Regions from separate parts of the Rattus norvegicus genome. Here region 2 is linked to region 1. The links are chromatin contacts, called in public Hi-C maps. All regions are on one chromosome and are shown on one strand. The core of a region is the stretch at or near the end of the contact, and the rest is flanking DNA. Distances in the headings are between cores, read along the strand shown.

Region 1 (6,232 bases), core at 1,466-3,965:
ATGGTGGGGAGAAGTAGTATGGAGAAATGTAATAATTGAGCTATAACTTCAAAAATATGTTCATACCTCTCTCTTGGAAAAGTGAATTATATAGTGGCAAGTACAACCAGGTTGATGCTAACGGACTTTCCATAGCATGTCAACATGAGCCTGTCCGAACTTTGGCTGTATCAGTAATTGAGGGTGTCTGGTAATCAGTAAACATACTGACGAGATCAGGACACCTTACAGCAACTTTCAGTGCACATTCCCTGGCTTCAGGGCGAGAGAAAGGAAGCCTGATACTTCTATTTTAAATATGGACCAGTGACTGGGTAAACAGATCCTGAGTGCAGAATGGAAGTGATACGCTTACTACAGATGTAGAATATCATCTCTTGAAATTTCCATGTCCACTGAACATCTGGGGTCAACTTCCCAGTAATTGTTTGTGGACGGGCTAAGATTTAATTGGCTAGATACCTCAAACAAAGGGAAAAAGTCAAAACAATCATTTCAAATGCTATCAGATATTTCAAATACTATCCATACACAACTTTACTGGCCAGGTACTGACAGAATTGGCTGTGTTCTCTTTCATGCTGGACCTTTCCTATGGAGGGAAGGGCTCCTGAGTCAGAATTTCTCACTTTCAGTTCTTGAATCTGGCGGGGATTATTCGTTCCTATATTACAGCATGAACCATCATCTTCTTAGGAAGTCTGCCAAGTTCCTCACATTTTTGCCACAGAAGACAAACCTCACTAGAAGCATGTCCTTTCCCTTTTCTTCCAGCAACAATGACTTTTCAGTTACCAGGAAGACCTGCCCACTGCCAGCTGCACAGAGCCCTTGTGTGCATGTGTGTGCATGTGTGTCTGTGTGTGCCCACAACATAAAAGCCTCATGTGTATAAAGCAGCAGAGATGGCTTCTTGCCCCATTGCCTGGAAATCTTACTATACTTTTTCTATAAACTTCGTGGCTTTCCTCCTGTAAGGCGTGGGCCAGCCCCAGTTGGGCAGCAGGCTTCCCACACCAAGTGCAGTTGGTTGTGAGGAACGAAGCTAAGAATGTAAGTCTATTTGCAGTGATCTCTGGGAACTAAAATTCTGCTTTTAGGACAATCCATTTCCTTGGTGACACTGTACCACTGCTCTCAGAAATTATCTTTTTTCACATTTCATCATCACTAGAGAGGCTACTCACACCTCTCTAGCTGTCCTTGTGCTAGTTTATCTGGCACGATAGTAGTTATGATCATAGTTCTGATTCAGAGGACTTTACTAAACAGTAAACACAGTGAAAATATGTACACTGCTGTTCTGTAGAAAGTACAGAAGTCCATTGTTTGCCCTAAGTTTTTGAAGGTGAGCCCAGAAGACCTGGCTAGAAATCAAAATGGAGGTACTCACACTAAACTGCCTCCTCACCAAGTAAAACAAGGCTGTTTATTTGACCTTCCAAGTGATAGAGGTTACAGAGATAACAGGAAAACTTCCCCAAAAGGCCAGTTTCATTTGGCATGATTACGAAGTCCCCACTACCTTTTGTCCTTACCACCAAACATAACCTCATGTTAACCAATCGATTATTTCTTAGGCGTATATTTCCCTGTCCTCATCTTAGTGAGAAAGTAAGTTTGAAATTACCAATCTTAGCCCCAAAATTGGGCAATTATTATGAGTCCATTTTAAAATTATTGCAAAAAAATGTTCACCTTTTCCCCCAAATAAAACCAGCATCCTTTGCCTTGCTGGTTGGAACACTTTTTCTACCATGCAGGATTCTGGGATGAAGGAGACTTTTACATCCAAATTGAGCATGACCCAAGAATCTAAAGGATTAAATACTTACCATCATTGAAGACCAACCTGAGACTATGGCTCCAAAGTTGATTGTCTCATGCCAATGAAAATTAAAGGCATGGACTTTCGCCGGAGTCTGCAGACTGGAAGTAAGTTTTACTAAGCATTATTATAGGAAAGTAAAAAAAAAAATAAGAAGCCAAGGTCTTGAATAATCTTCTTGTGCACTATGTAAAGGTTGTCTTTGTATTATTTCAAATGCCTGATTTCTGCACCAGCAGACTGCTCAGTTCTATCTGGACTTTGGAATTGTTCTTTCTAAGAAGCATCACCTGCAGATCTGATGGTCTATAGCAGGGCAGAGGCAGAAAGGCAAGACTTCCAGGCCAAGAAACGATCTCTGGGAAAGAATCAGGCATAGAAGAGTCATCAGACGAACACAGAAGAAGAAATATGCGCTGGTATTGAAGGAGAGGAAGCAGGTCGTGGGGCATGATGAGAACAAAACAAAAACAGGTTAATTAAGTCATACGAGCTAGTTGGGAGTGAGCCTAAGCTCTAAGGCCTAAGCTTCGTAATAAACACAAGTCTCTGCGTCATTATTGGAAGCTGCTGGTGGGTCAAGACAGTCTGGAGAAAAGTGAAGGAAATTCCCAGGAGCTGAGAGAGGTTTCCAAAGAGAGGGAAAGGCTGCTGAACTTCTTTGTTTGGTGGCTTTTTAGGGTGTTGGCAGAAACTGGACAAAGCAGAGGTCATCTCTCTTGAGATTGGTTAATTCTCTGGGTTATCATGGACTGAGCCAATGGAGGACCCATATACTCTAGGCCTGGTTCCCTGGGCAAACAGGAAGATTGTCATGGGCTGTTTATGCTCCACCCACCCAGTCAAGGGTAGTCAGTCGAAGCCTCTCTCTGCTCACTTCTGACTTGTACCTTGTTAGCTGTTGACCTGAACTGTTAGTCAATTGGCCAGGATTACGATCCTCTGACCTTGCAGGTGTTCCAAATGTTGCTAATTATACAGAGATCTCTCTGTTCTCTTGGTAACCAGGAAGTAATGTTTTGGGTTCTGTTTTTATCTTCAACAGGATGGACTGGGGTCTCTTTTCTGAAAGGGAGCAGTCCTTGCTAGATATCATTCTTACATACAACTTAGTTTATTATATCTGCATAGAAGCAAAAACTCAAAGCTATGGACTAAGCAGTGGTGCCTAGCTTGTGCTTCCCAAAGGGGAAAGGTTACGTGGAAGCTAGCCAGCCATTCTTCTGTAATTGGCCTTCTCAGAGCCTGTTTGTCTCTTATCAGATCCATTTGCCTACCTCATATCTAGCTGCAAGCATCTTTGTCTCATCTACAGCACTCCTGGTTATACTGTTTTAACTCTTACGTTTCCTTTTCACCTCAAATTGCATTCTCTTGTTAGCTTGGCACAAGTAGAGAATGACAACGTGTACTTTTCACTGTGACCCTTTTCTCTCTCTGCCTTCTATGAATTAATTCCCACCTCCTCATTTTATGGAATGAATATTACAGATTATAGAGTAAAGAAAATAAAGAAAACGTTAAATTGTTATTTTGTCCATGACCCTGTCTATATCTCGTGTTCCAGTAACTACTTCCATATAGGAAATAATCCCTGAATGTAGTAGTTTAACCCTGCCATCTTGTTGGTTGTGAGGATCCATACCTAAAATTCCAGAACTCCAGAGGCAGAGAAAGGAGGACTCACTTGAATTCCATGCCAGCTTGGGATACACAGCAGTGCCCAGAGGGACCTGAAGAGGGCATCAGATCACCTGGGACTTGATTTAGTGACAATTGTAAGCCACCATGTGGGTGCTGGGAAAGGAACCTGGGTCCTCTAGAAGAGAAGACAGTGCTCTAACCAGGGAGCCATCTCTCCAACCCCCTTGGCTGTTTTTAGACTTTATCAGTATTATACTATCACGTCTTCATCTACTCCACCTCTCTCTACTAAGTTACTCCCCCCTCAACCCCACCCCATGCCATTATTACAAGTTTAAGGAAACCATATCCTTTGGTCCTCTTTCTCCCTGGTTCTCTTTTCTGCTCATTCTTGTCTCTTCCACCTACAGAAATGCGCAGAATCTGTACTGGCTAGTTTTGTTTGTCAACTTGACACAAGCTGGAGTTATCACAGAAAAATGAATCTTGGTTGTGGAAATGCCTTCATGAGACCCAGCTGTAAGGCATTTTCTCAACTAGTGGTCAAGGTGGGAGGACCCAGCCCATTGTGGGTGGTGCCATCCCTGGACTGGTGGTCTTGGGTTCTATAAGAGAGCAGGCTGAGCAAGCCAGTGGAAGCAAGCCAGTAAGTAACACCCCTCCATGGCCTCTGCATCAGCTCCTGCTTCCTGATCTGCTTGAGTTCCAGTCTTGACTTCCTTTGGTGATGGACAGCAATGTGGAAGTGTAAGCTGAATAAACCCCCAACTTGCTTCTTGTTCGTGATGTTTGTGCAGGAATAGAAAGCCTGACTAAGACAGTATTTAACAGCACACTTTTAAGAATGTATTTAGTTGTGTGCATTATGCATGCATCAAAGGCCTACATTCAGAATTCTGGCCAATCATTGGAATGTTCTGCAAGGTCAGTTTATTGAGGTAACAGTGAATCATCTTTGTGTCCCTAGGTATAGAAAAAAAAAGTAAAATATCACGGTTAGCACAAAATATCTTAGTGGCATCTTAAACTAGATTTTGTATGATTCAAATCAGTGCAGGAGGAAAAGTTAGTTGAAATCTCCTCTGAGTCTTTACAACCAGCATAGAAAGAAAGATGGGTGGATTAGTTTGTTTGGGACACCAAAGGAAGTACAATACACAGAGGGGTAAATAGCAGCAAACTGGCAAAGAATAGTGGGACTTTGCAGCGTGTAGTTTTTGCTATCCCACTTTAAACTCTGACCAGCCCCTGCCTAAGTTCCCTGGGATCCACAGATGAAAGACACACACACACACACACACACACACACACACACACACACACACACACACACATACACTCCAGTTAATCTTAAAATGCCTTTGATAATTCAGTGACTGGGCACTCCTAAACCTTGCTTGGAGAAATGGCCTAAGATTTCACATGACTGGTCACCTTTTCACCCTGTGAAGCATGGTAAAAACCCTTCTCTCCCATATCTGCTAGCTTGCCTTTGGCAACCCGGAAGTCCCACCTATCCCACCCAACTCATTGACTGCTAGCATCTTTATTGATAGATCAAGAACCAATTGGGGAACAGAACCTTAGCATCAGAACCACCCCCTACAAGACCCTTAAAATGTCTACATATCAGTCCTGGAATCCTGTGAACTTCATTTATAATCCAAGAGGCGACTCTTTCAAATTATGGAGGTGGTCTTGGTGTATCCTGAGAGTGTCAACTAGTGGAAAGTGTTGCCCTATTTTTATGTATTGAATGCTTAGTTTCCTAATGGTAGTGCTATTTTGAGATGTAGAAGACTTTAAAGATGGCTGTAGTTGGAGGAAGGTCAGCATCGAATGCCTGTGAAGGGTATACCCAGTCCCAGACCCCTTCCTTGCCCTAGCCTCTTGCCTTCACCTCAGGGAACCATCTATAATCATGAGGCAAAATAAATTTTTCCTCCCTTGAGTCACTTTTATTAGATATTAGCTTGCACAGCAAGGATAACACTTGTACAAGGGTGAAGACATAAATGGATTCTCTAGGAGTTGGAAGAGGAGGAAAGAAAGCAGTCTTGCTTACAAATCAACCCTTGTTGACATCTGCCTTTGCACAGTAAGCCAACAAGTCTTCTATTGCTTCAAGTCTCTAAGCTCCTGGTATTTTGTTATGGCCACGTTATGAAACCAACTCAAAAGGCCAAGTTAAATGAAACAAGAAGTCGGGGAAGGGGAGAGGAAGCACGGAGGTCAGTAAGGCACACATTGCCCAATATCTTATTTTCTACTATCACAGCATGTATTCAACCATCCCACCTCTTCTCCTGGTTTCACTTCTGCAAAATCAAGCATGAACGAATAATTGGACTTATGAGAAAATTAAGGTTGGTGTGGCCTTCTCAAACACAGGGAATTTATAACTAGAACACTAGCAAAATGGGGAAGATAGTTTAGTTGACTGGATGGTGGCTTTTCCACTCCAGCAGTGGTCCACTCTTGCCATACTTATAACCCAAGCTTATGCCTTTTCCCAGAGACTAAAGTGCTGTCAACAGCAATTGCTTTCCGACAGGGACATGCTTCATTCAGGTTAAGAACCCAACCCCAGGGGCTGGGGAGATTGCAGTTGGCAAAATGCTTGTTGTGCAAGCATGGAAATTTGAATTTGAATCCCCAGTGCCCATATAAAAGACCAGAAGATCATCACATGTCTAGTACCTTCTTCCTCTGTGACCATGCCTTCCCCACACTGATGGCCTGTATCCCTTTAAACTATGA
Region 2 (6,232 bases), core at 2,745-5,244, 200 kb before region 1:
AGAATAGGAATAGGAAGAAAACGAGAAGTTCAATTCAATGACGACGGGCTCATTGAAGAAATCAATGTGTCTTATAAGATTTTACCATGACTGGCTGGGTGGTGTGGGGGAAAAGAGAGGAGAGAATCAATATCAGGAGTGAATGATGGGGTGTTATTACAGAACTTTAACATTAGCAGTATGATAAAGGAAGTCAGGAACACTTTATACCCACACAATCTACAAGACAGACAAATGGAGAGAACAGACACTTTGACTTTTAAAATATTTATTTACGATGTTGTTTCAGTGTACGTGTGCATGCCTGTGTGAGTGTGCATACTGCACTCAGAGGACAACTTGGAAGAGTCAGTTCTTCCCCTCCACCATATAGACGTCTGAGGTTGAACTCCTGTCACCATGTTTGCTGACGAGTGCCTTCACTGACCAAATCCTCTTGTTGTCGCCTGCACAGATGTCTCTCCTTCTTATTAAAGATTTATTTATTTATTTTATGTATGAGTACACTGTTGCTCTCTTCAGATACACCAGAAGAGGGTATCGGATCCCATTACCATGTGGTTGCTGGGAATTGAACTTAGGACCTCTGGAAGAACAGACAGTGCTCTTTAACTGCCGAGCCTGAGCCATCTCTCCACCCCGCCCCCCAACCCCCTGGAAAAATTCCTTTAAAAACTCTTTTTAAGAAAGAGAGAATCTCCTGTAGCCCAAGTTGGCTTTGCACTTGCAATGAAGGTAAGGATGACATTGAACGCCCAATCTCCACTTCCCTAATGCTGGGATTAAATACGTTTCCCACCACATCCAAACGACAATTACTCCTGTAAATAATAAAGAAACTGACTTCCATGCATCTAATTAGGTTTTTATTTATGTGATAAAACATTGATTGTAGGGTCCTGGGAATTGCCACACAAACCACTCAGACACCAATCTCAATCAGTTAGGTATGGTTTATTGAAAAACCACATCACAAGACTGATCGATCAGGAACATGACTCAGGCTTGGGAGCTGAACTGTGACCCTGAGTTAAAGTCCTACAGGCCTATTAAGCCTCAGCTCTACAAACATCTATCCCAAGTTGTTTCACCAAGCAGGACTTCAGGGTGGGGGTGTCCTTAGGGACATGTCTTTGTTGCATATCCATCCTGCTCCCATTGGTTGTGCTATTCAACTGCGGCAGGGGACTTGCCTTGTTAAAAATTTATGTTTTAACTCATCAACCAGGATGGGACTTGTCTTGTCTAACATTCATTTACTAACATTTATTCATTCTAACATTTACTTGCCAACTGGATGTCAGTTCTCCACATACATGTCTCTTTCTGCCTCACAGGATGTCAGTTCCCAAGGAGATCTTGGGAACTTAAACTTTACTCCACCACTACTCAAAATGGAAGACTTATTTCAAATAGTTTCTAATATTGGTGCAGATGGCTGGGCTCCATTCCAGGGGAGGTTTATACCATAAAAGCTTATATACAGGTGTAGGAAGTATTGTTGGGTGGTTGGTTGGTTTGGGTCCAAGCTTATTGTGGGTAACTATACATAGCAGTTCTACTGACTTCTATCATGATTGGTTTCCAAAGGCACAGAACATAACAGAATATGTTCTCAACTTGGCATTCGAAAATTTCCTAGTAACAGCAGAAACCTATGAGAAACTTTCTGTAAAATGGTAGGCTAGCTAGGCCAGGTAGGAACAGTTACTTAGGCCTTAACACTGATGAAAATCAGCTCGGGCAGGAAAGTCTTTGTTTGGCTTAAAGGTCTCAGCAAATCACTGAGGGAAGTCAGGGAAGAGTCATTGAGGGAATCATGGAGGAGTGTTGCTAACTGGCTTGCTCTTTATGGCTTGTTCAGCCTGCCCAGGACCACACAGTAGGCTGCCTCTCCATATCAATCATTCATCCAAAGAAGGCCACCCAGCCTCGACTACAGGAGAGTCCGATAGAGGCACATTCTCAGTTGAGGCTTCCTATTCCCAGACTGACTCTGGCTTGTGTTCAGTTGACCAAACGAACAAAACGAAACAAACAAAACAAAACTACCCAAACCAAAACAAATAAACAAACCAAACAAAACCCAACTAAATAAACAAAAACCTGACCGCATAGTAGATGGAAATCTTCCACCTTAAAAGCTTCAAACTTTACACTAGGCCGTGGTGACACACGTCTCTAACCCCAGCACTCAGGAGACAGAGGCAGGAGTATCTTTGTGACTTTGAGGACAGCCTGATCTACTTAGTGATTTCCAGATCACCCAGAACTAAATTATGAGACTCTGTCTCAAAAAAATAATCCCCAAGTTTAGATAACATATCAGACTTTTGCAGAGAAACAGGCCAAAGGTATGCAAACAACAATAACAACAACAACAACAACAACAACAACAACAACAACGTCTTCATAGAAACATTTGTAACATTTGACCAAGTATCTGGTTCCTGGGGCCTAGCCAAACTGATACATGAAAGTAACCACCGCATCAACAGGGAAAGAACAGAGCAAATTCTACATAAACTACTTAAGCAAAGAGAAGAGGCGAGAGTATCTTCTAACCCATCCTTATGAGAATTATGTTACCCCGTGTTCGACCTAGTAATGAAAGACCCGTTTGAACTCTGAAAACCCAAGCAGTACCACTGAGCCTGTCAATCAACATCAACATTACCAATGATAAAACAACCCAAAAAGCACACCATCATTTTAGGTAAAAGAAAAGTATAAAGAGTTTGACAAAGCTTAGCCTTTGTACACAGTAACTTTCAGAAACCTAAAGAATGGAGTGAAAAATCCTAGGACATCTGTGAAATAAAGCAAACACACAGAGAAACAAATGACAACAAACCCATAGTTAACACCATGTCTACTGGCAAAAGACTGAATGGCTTTCTCCTTAGATCAGAGGAAGAAGCCAGCACTGACTGTTCTCACCACTTCTGTTCCATACGATGCAAGTTGTCCTAATTATTACAACAAGGCACTAAAGTATATAAAATGCACACGCTGAAAAAATAAAAAATAAACTATATATAAAGATGGCATGTTTGTCCATATTAAAAAAAAACCCTAAAGGATCTTTTAAAAATCTACTAGAGGGATGGAGAGATGGCTCAGCGGTTAAGAGCACCCGACTACTCTTCCAGAGGTACTGAGTTCAATTCCCAGCAACCACATGGTGGCTCACAACCATCTGTAAAGAGATCTGATGCCCTCTTCTGGTGTGTCTGAAGATAGCTACAGTTTATATACATATATATATACATGTATATATTTAAAAAATCTACTAGAAATAATGAAGAAATTAAGCAAACTCATAGAGTACATAGTATTAACAAATCTTTAGTAGTTCGTCATCAACAAACAATTAGAATTCATGTTTTAGGGGTTGGGGATTTAGCTCAGTGGTAGAGCGCTTGCCTAGCAAGTGCAAGGCCCTGGGTTCGGTCCCCAGGTCTGAAAAAAAGAAAAGAAAAAAAAATTCATGTTTTAAAGAATTTTTTCCTGTGTTGTTCATTTTGAAAAAAAAAGAGAGGGAGAAAGGTGTGTGTATGTGTGTGTGTGTGTGTGTGTGTGTGTGTAAATTATGTTCAAGTAACGTGTTAGAAAATATCCAGTGTATAAAATATATATTCTACATGCTTTGCTTTACATTTGAAATATTCTACAAAAAGGGATTCCTCATCCTTCCAAATAATAATATGCATGAAACATAGACATGTTTCAAATCTCTTGATCCAAAACTGAATCTTAACATTCTGCTGTATAAGCTCCCAGATGGTACCGTATTTACTAGTCTACGTATCGTATGAGTATGAGAGATGGTGGCTTTTTAATCTTGATTTTGCCCCTCCTCCCCAATTTTCAATAGCGGTCTTATATTTCAAGGAGAGTGGGACTCATGTGTGTTTTTTCTCTCCTTGGAAGTCTTGCCTCCCTGGGTTTAACTACCTGTTTGTTGATAGCACAGATATGGTTTCTCTTCACTGTCCACTTGGGGGCTATCTTAATCTATTTCAGATCCACTAGATAGGGACTGTCTTCCCAAACCGAGTCTTCCTGTCTAGCAGGAACTCATAGATTGATTCTGTGGTGTGAAACGAGGCAGCTAGACCCCACTACCTGACTTTCGTCATGACACCTTTTAAAGTACAACGTTAATGAAAAGCTTTAATCAGACAGGGCTCTCTCTGCTTGGCCTCCTTACATTACTATTGCGTCTGCGCGCCACAAGTGTGGACTACATCTCCCAGGATGCACCATGTCGCCGCCAGTGCAGCCTTACTTCCAGCAAAGGGCTTCCGGAGCGTCAGTAACCTTGCTGACTACCAGATTTTGGGGCTTCTTGGGAAGTCACTGGGACTAACTTGTATTTTCCTGGGCGGAGAGGGGAAAGGCAAGCCATAACAGGGAGATATCTATTTCGTTTTCCGGTGTGCACAGACCTTGTTTTCTAGGAGAGACACTGGCACCGCCTTCAGGCAGGCCTCTCACAGGTGGTTGGCTGTTGCTCTTGTCATTCAGTCATGTCCTTTGACTTGTCAGAGATCCTCCGTGAGACAGGCCGGCAATCCTGAGTTCTAGTGGCTTAGTGACCATTTCTTTTCTTTTCTTTCCCCCTCCTCCTTTTAACCACGGATATTTTAGTGAAAACTAAGAAAATATAGATAAACTGCCAGATAATTCTGCAAACGTGTGTGTGCTCCCTTTAACAGGTGTTTATAAGGACTTCCTTCTTTGTTATTGTTGGGGTGGAATCTTTTATTTTTCTACTCTTTTAAAACCAATTACTACTAATGTGTCTCGAAGTACTACTTAGGGAAAACTGGAAGTGTGTGTGCGTGCGTGTGTGTGTGTCAGTGTGTGTGCGTGCGTGTGTGTGTGTTTGTGTTGTAATTTCTAGGGAACTACTATTCCTATCCAGATCGAAATGGGCTAAAGGGTGGACTCAGTGGTAGAGCACTTTCCTAGCACACTTTAAAAAGCTCAAAAAAAAAAAAAAAGGGACTCAAAAATGGGCATGCATTTCTTTATAAAAAGACACTGTTGAAGAAACAGATGGGTGGGGGCCTTAAGATACAAGTCCTCATTTGTTGATTCTGGAGTCTCTCGCAGGTTTGGTTAGCTCTGTGAGTTGCTGCTACTTCCTCTGTGAAAAGGATATTATCCTTCTCCGTACTTGATAGTTTTGTGAAAGCAACTCAAAAGAAGACATGTAGACAAGCTCCATGAACACCCTAAAACTGAGATGGTAATGGTAATTATAGTGATGATGATGATGATGATGATGATGATGAAGAAGGTGGTGGTGGTACTAAAACTAATGAGGACTGCGTAATAAGAGGTCAGGGTAACTAGAAATGCTAGTTAAGATATAAAGGTTGGAGAGGTGACTCCGTGGTCAACAGCACTTGTTGCTCTTGTAGAGGACTCTGGTTCAGGTCCACCTTGTAGCTCCAGCTTCAGGGGATCATCATCCTCTCCTGACCACCATGCTCATTGGCAGAGACCCACACATGATAAAAACATAAAAAGAAAAGTTGAAATATTGATGAAAGCAGATTGGTTGTTGAAACTACCTTTAATCCTGACAGAGGCAGAACCAGGCAGATCTCCGTGATTTCAAGGCCAGCCTAATCCGTAGAGTGTGTTCCAGGACAGTTAGAGCTACACAGAGAAGCCTTGTCACAAAACACAACAAAACATATTGATCATGACCTAAGGGTGGTGAGTGAATCTAGGAAGGGCCTGAACATTTTGGAGAAAACAAGTCATTTATCAGTACCTATGTTTGGTCTGTGAGCTTCAGGCTTGTAGGAGTCACATCTGATTTGGTCATAGTTGTCTGTTGGAATCTTAACATCTAATACCTTGTGCTTTTTGTTTTTATGTCCCTTCTGCTAAGTACTTACTCCATGCATATTTGATACATGGCATGCATGTCTAGCTATACATATATAGTAACTATACATGCACATGTATGATAGTATACACATATAATTGAAAAAATACTAGGTGATTTGTCTCAAGGAAGTGTTGTTTACAATTTTTGGGACTGGAGAGCCTGAAATCTGTAGGACAGACTCTTAAGCTAGAAACTCAAACTCAGTGGATTTTAATGTCCTAATGCTGTCACCTCTTAATTACAATTCCTCAGTGCAGTGGCTGGTTCTGTGTGTCAACTTAACACAAGCTGGAGTTATCGCAGAGAAAGGAGCCTCGCTTA

The links. Hi-C and Micro-C count contacts between places; a contact is called where the count stands out from the background.
Region 2: a Hi-C map of liver shows a contact between it and region 1, with 6 times the contacts expected there. The contact joins two enhancer-like sites. A contact is called at or near these places in 3 of 12 Hi-C or Micro-C datasets (Schwann cells, kidney and liver).

The regions. Positions count from the first base shown.
Region 1 is chr16:52,129,789-52,136,020 of GRCr8, reverse strand. No RefSeq gene overlaps it. Among named protein-coding and RNA genes, the nearest start is that of Ptmal4, 100 kb to the right of the region's middle. Within about 2 kb of position 2,715, at least 5 of the 93 cell types and tissues checked have an H3K27ac peak or open chromatin away from gene starts, as enhancers often do. A contact at or near this core is called in liver, where this site is marked.
Region 2 is chr16:52,330,288-52,336,519 of GRCr8, reverse strand. The region is part of intron 1 of LOC120097385 (a long non-coding RNA gene); the gene reads right to left. LOC134482506 (a long non-coding RNA gene) reads left to right here. Exons shown (of 2, transcript XR_010058724.1): 2 at 290-494. Among named protein-coding and RNA genes, the nearest start is that of Irf2, 51 kb to the right of the region's middle. Within about 2 kb of position 3,994, at least 93 of the 93 cell types and tissues checked have an H3K27ac peak or open chromatin away from gene starts, as enhancers often do. A contact at or near this core is called in liver, where this site is marked.